Linked DNA regions of Drosophila melanogaster: region 2 is linked to region 1. A link is a contact called in public Hi-C data. All regions are on one chromosome and are shown on one strand. The core of a region is the stretch at or near the end of the contact, and the rest is flanking DNA. Distances in the headings are between cores, read along the strand shown.

Region 1 (3,012 bases), core at 280-2,779:
GGGTGTTTGAGGGGATGGGGGCTGGGCAGACGTCTGCGGTCTGTGCATAAAATTACGATAAGTGCAGGCGAGGCCACAGTCCAGAGGGCTCAGATACTCAGACCCAGAGGCTCACCTCACTCACCCGTCCTCCATCCTTCTCATCCGCCCCCCCCCCCTCCTGTTAGCCACCCTCAAACTGCCAGATGAACTGTTGACTGTTGGGCTTCTTCCTTTTTTTTGTGTGCCCTCAGCTCTCCGGACTAACGTCATTGTCAACGGCTCCTCGATGGGAATGTGTGTCCTTTTTTCCTTGCCTTACATAAGCCTATTTGCTTATTATCCTATTAAATGCCAGGTCAAAAAAAGTCACGAAAAACGTACATAGAGAGAAATCGAGATCGTAGATTTGAAATATGAACATAATTACAATAAAGGTAATTTGCAAAAGTAAAGTAATAGGAGTTTCTTGACGATTTGTCAGAAAATATGTTTGGGCATGTACAATTTGATATAGGAACATAATCTTTTCGAAAAAGAAGTCCTTGTGAAAAATGTATTTTTAATTAATGTATGTGGTTTAATTTTTTAAGCTTGCCCACATTTAAGTTGACTATGTATTTTCACGTTTATAAACTAGATGTAGATAAAGTTTAGTTTCTTAAAAATACTGACACGCATTGTTATTAAATCAGATTAAATTTCAATTTAATTAACATTTACATACATTTATTTATTTCCAGTGCATCACGGAAGAGTAGCAAAAGAAGACGAGAAAATAACCGAAGAAAAAGTCGAACAAAGCTTAAGAAAAGAACACTTGTATGTACCTTCTCTGCAAAGGATACACAAGTGTCTCATTAAAAGAAATAAAGGACAAGCCAAGCGCCGACGAAGTCCTTAAAGTCGACTCGAATCCCTGGCTGACGACAAGGACGGGGAGACGGCGGAGCGAGCGAGTGCGAGCGAGAGGAGTGGAGGGCAGACTGCAAGGAAAGGGCGATTGAAAGGCAGTCGTCGCAACGTGAGCGACTTCAAGGACAACTACGGCCAACAACAAGAACAAGTGCCAAAAAAATCAACGAAAATGCGCTATTAAGGCAATTTTTTCGGTTGGAATCCAACCAAACCCCGAACTTCTCCTCCCCACGAAATCCAAAGACTGCACCGGGAAAATGTATGATGTGTTATCCTTTCACTTTCTTGATAATATCATATCCAAATATTCTTTATTTTCAATGTAATATTATAATGAAGAATGTATTTGCTTAGTTCCTAGTTCGTTTTCAAGCATAGATGGCTTATTTTCAACGGGATACGAATTTATTTCATTGCTGTCTTCGTAATAAACCTAACTTATGGATTCTTAGTTTCAGATCATTGGGGAATATATTCTTTCGGTGTGCCCACGATTACAGCTCTCCCCGCCAGACGGCGGCCACTGACGATGTGGAGAGCATTCGTGGTGATGAGGGGAGAGCCGGGAGACTGCAGACAGGAGACTGGAGACAGGAGACAGGCGACCGGTCGCAAAGTGGCTCAATGTCAGACACAGACACGGGTACAGACAGCGAGACACAGACACCAGACGCCTCAGCCTCAAAGTGATTCAAATGCTCTGCTCAAACACAGGCTAGGCTCTCTTTGCGCTCTCATCGATGCAACATATAGCCCACCAAATGCATGGAAATTTTCGGAAGGACACACGCGGAAACTCGACGCGATGGATACCCAGTTTTCATAAGCGGGCATGTAGGTTTGTTCCATGACTGTACGTCTATAAATCACTTACATATTTATGTAATGTAAAATAAATTATATCTTTTACACTTTAGTATGCAAAACAAAAAATTGTCAGATAAGTGAAATATTTTTAACTTTATTTCTGATATAACAGTAGAATCTGGCGACCCTTGCACTTTCTATCTTAGTTTATAACAACAATTAAAAAGCGCGGAAAACGAGAGAACTTTTTTTTAGAGATATAACCACTTTTATGGTTTGAGACGTCAAAAAATGTTTGTTTATAGATAAGCTGCAAAACTTTAAAGAGCTTTTATACATTTAAACATAATAATATACTAACTTATCATTTAGCTGAATTGCTTAAATCTGTTTTGCTTCACTTTTGATTAAATTCACTTGCACATGGAACTGTTTCTTATGTATGTGTATGCATTTAACAATTTTAGGTTAAGCATTTCTGAGATAGTAAGCAAAATCAAAGTTTATGTATCAATATCATTTAATCAATAAACAATAATTATACTAAATGATACTTTGAAAGAAGGAATAATATTTTACATTTATTTTGTATTAGTATGTTTTACTTTTTATTGAACCAGGACCTCCACACATCCTCCTTAACTACAGGGTATGCTAAAAGCTCTCTGGTAATGCCGAAAAGGGATAGGTGTAGTCTGTCGCAGTCTGTTTTCCTTCTCGCTCTTTCACTTTGCACTCGTGTTGTTTGTTAGTATGTGTGTGTGCAGCAGCAGACGCATGAAACAAAATACCGAAATTCTATGCGTGACCTTGAAAAGTATTCCTCGTCTGCAGACCGACAACAACAGCCGCAACAACAACAACAACGTCAGCAAACCAAAAAGTCTGCTGCCTCAGTCGGTGGTTGTTTGTGTTTGTGTTTGCGTTTGTGTTTGTGCTTCGCTGTCGTCATCAGCGTCTCTTGCCGATATTTGCGTTTTGCATCTTGTTGTTGCCGTCTGCATTTTCCTTGTTGTCTGCTGGGCACAATTTGTTGTTGCCCTTGCTGTTGTTGTTGTCGTTGCTTGTGAGGATTTTTTGGGATAGGTATTTTTTTTTTCGAACTCATACACTTTCAAACCAAAAGGGTTTCAATAACCCATTTTGAAATATACCCAGCATACCAGTTACATTTTGATGGAAGACATCACTAAGAAACTTATATATATTTAATAAAATGTATTATGCATATTTGTTTTATGTTTTTAATTCCTTTGGAATGTAAACCATATACTTAAATACAAATTTTAAATTACTAGATAAGTTTTA
Region 2 (3,012 bases), core at 223-2,722, 180 kb after region 1:
CGTTATTAGTTTGATTTTTAATAGAAGCCCGATTGCTAATAATTTTCTGAAAGGTTTTACAAAAATCTAAATATTATAATTATTCGAGGGAAATACTAACAGTTTAAGATGATCGTAATCAATTTAAAAAGCGGAAGTATTAAATCATCGCAATCGACAATGGAAAGACTCATCCTATGATACCCTGATCAGACTTGGATACTATATTCACACAAAATAAATTATTTTCTTAATATTCTTTGGCAACTCAAAGTGCAGATACCCCTCGTGAAATGAATGGCAGAAAATCAGGCAGTCTGATGGGGAGCGTGGATAGTCTAAATCAGAAATAATCCGCTTGCTTGTCAGACCATAAATAATTCGATTCTTCTCATTTCCCATCTCTGTTTTGGATTCTTTCTCTGTATTTTCGATTTGGAGAACAAGTTCTCATCCAGCTCCAGTCGAGCATTGCGAATTCGTTGCCAACATTTTAATTAGTTTTCTACCAAAATGGTAAAAGTTAATTGGGCAATATATATGACATATGACCACAATTTGAATAGGAATATGAATGAATATTATAGATAGCCATTTTCGAAAAGAATGGACTTCCTGGAGAGGGGAACGCAATTATAAACCCAACCTACCTCAAGTGGACCGCTGGAAAGCGAATGGAGGAAGCGAAATTTGGGTCATCTCGATGTATATTTATAAAACAAACGACTTTGGGGGGAGAAACATGAAATACTGCACCACATATGAGTTTACGTGTGTTAATAAACACACAGAAATATTAGCACCTCGGACTGAATGCATAAATTAAAGAGAACTTTTATTTTGGGGGGAACAAAACAGGAAGTCATGGGCATTCTGATAGAGCACGCAACGCAATAGAGAAATCATTGACTTAGGAGGGGGACTTATGCTCGGGACATAATATGTGTATGAAATGTGTAGCTACATCACCACTAGCCCAGATGACATCACTGGGAGCTGGGAAACGCGCAAGCGCCAGTTTGGAGAAGGGGTTTCCTGGGGGGTCTCGGTACTGGAATTTCAGACTGATGATTCAAATGCACGCATATATACACACGGAAGCGGGGAAAATGCGCCTAAATCAGGACCTCCCAAAGGAAATCGAAAACAATGGTGCTCCCCAGGAACAAAAGAAAAGGGGAACGCGATGCGCGGTAAGTGGGTCAAAATCTGCTCTTGAAAATATGAACCTGCTACTCATAAAATGAATAAAAAAAATATCCTTGGCTCGGAGTCTGCTTATAGATGCAGGATACAGTAACATTTTAAAAAAAAAAATAAATCCAACGAACTAGATTATTTTTCTCGAAACGTTTCCAACTTACATTTGTTATTAAAAAAGTTCCAAAAATTCTTGAATATATTTCCAAAAAAATATTTGTTTTATTCCTCGGCTATTTTCCAATCACTTTAAGGCAAACGCGCGAATGCTGGCGATGTCGAAACTCAACTGTTTGGACAAATGCGCAGCCAGTGGCTAGCGAAGGCCCAAGCGGCGTATGAGTGATATTTTTGTTTTGAGTGAGCTTTCGCTGAGTGAAATAGAAACTCAAAAAGGAAAATCCTCCTTAGCATTTTATCCAAAGAAAAGATGGCAAATCGTTGGTGAGCTAACATAAATTCCAAAACTTTCTGAATGAGATAAGGAAAACGATTTGGATCTTATAGACACTTTTACTGACCCCCCAATTTTTTTTCAAGCGATGACTTCATTTCGCAAAATTTTATACACGAAAACTAACAACGAAAGCCACACGACGAAGCCATTTATCAGAAAGAAAAAGAAACAAACGAGACCTAAAAACAACTCAGAATAACAAAAGTGACGCTACACACCAGAATCTTATCAAACCAACAAGTTACACTCAAAATTTTGGTTTGTTGTGAGTGAAATTCTAGGGAATAAAGCTTAAAGCTTTTCCTGATTTTATATTGTCTAAAGAGAAGGGGAGGGGTTCGCCACACAGTCTGAGCTACTAAAACAGTGAGTTTGTAGTCAGTAAATTTGTTTAAGCGCAAAAAAACAAAAAACGATGCGTGAAATTGTTGGGCAAAAAACACACACAACAAGTGCCAGACAATTCGAATAATGAAGGGTGTATCTTTTGGGCTTACTTAGACGTGTTTTTGGGGTGTGACTTGGGCTATACTAACCAGTGAGCTCATGCTTAGCTATGCAAATGAGTACTTATTTCAAGCGGTTAAGATTTGTCGACCGCCTTACTAGGTAAATGGGTTCTTTGAACTTTTCTATTTTGGACATTCAGGAAAAAGTAAAAGTCAAATAGGAAATCATAAGGAAATTACTTCGCACTCCATAAAATGATTAAACACATACTGAAACAACAAGCCCGTCCTAAACCCAAAACAAACCCTAAACGAACGAAAAAAAAACCTTTGACATTGATTTATGAGAACTGACGGTCGGAAGAATTTGGTAAGTTTTTGTGGCCAACTCGATGAAGTCATAGCCCTGGCCCAAAACCAAAATACAAAGCAACTGAAAGACTAACTTGGAAAACGAAATACCCTGAGGAGACTTCTAATTAATTTCGTAAATTAAGCATTAGGTATTACAAACAGAGGTCCATTGATTATTATTATTTAATATACAATGTTTGATATGTAATTTAAATATTTCATTCTACAATATTCATTTAGTTTATTGACCAGATGACGTTTAGAATATTCTTTAATTAAAATTAGAAAGAGTTAAATTTCCTATATTTATGGAATGTTTTACAGCTGAAATACCTTTTAGACTGATTCGTTTGCTCTTTTTTTCTAGGACATAAAATCAAAGTACTCCCAGTCCTGAAAAATGAAAAACATGATTCTTGCCACCTGGCCTATCTTAAGTGCACCTTTAATTAGCCACGAAGGCAGTTCAAAGAACCAATGGTGGTACACAAATCAGGGCACAGTCCACTCGAGACAGAACAAAGGGAGTGAACCAAGTGGACCGGACTATATTGCCAATCCAACTTCAATTCC

The links. A called contact is a pair of places that touch in the nucleus more often than the background predicts.
Region 2: a contact with region 1 is called in a Hi-C map of the Kc167 cell line, with 4 times the contacts expected there. A contact is called at or near these places in 2 of 107 Hi-C or Micro-C datasets (the Clone 8 cell line and the Kc167 cell line) and 1 of 7 datasets of targeted methods (the Kc167 cell line).

The regions. Positions count from the first base shown.
Region 1 is chr3L:16,176,106-16,179,117 of dm6, forward strand. lncRNA:CR45755 (long non-coding RNA:CR45755) reads right to left here and starts at 1,530. Exons shown (of 1, transcript NR_124954.1): 1 at 1,240-1,530. lncRNA:CR45754 (long non-coding RNA:CR45754) reads left to right here and starts at 705. Exons shown (of 1, transcript NR_124953.1): 1 at 705-1,151.
Region 2 is chr3L:16,357,956-16,360,967 of dm6, forward strand. It overlaps ringer (ringmaker), which reads right to left and starts at 1,473. Exons shown (of 3, transcript NM_140624.3): 1 at 1,344-1,473.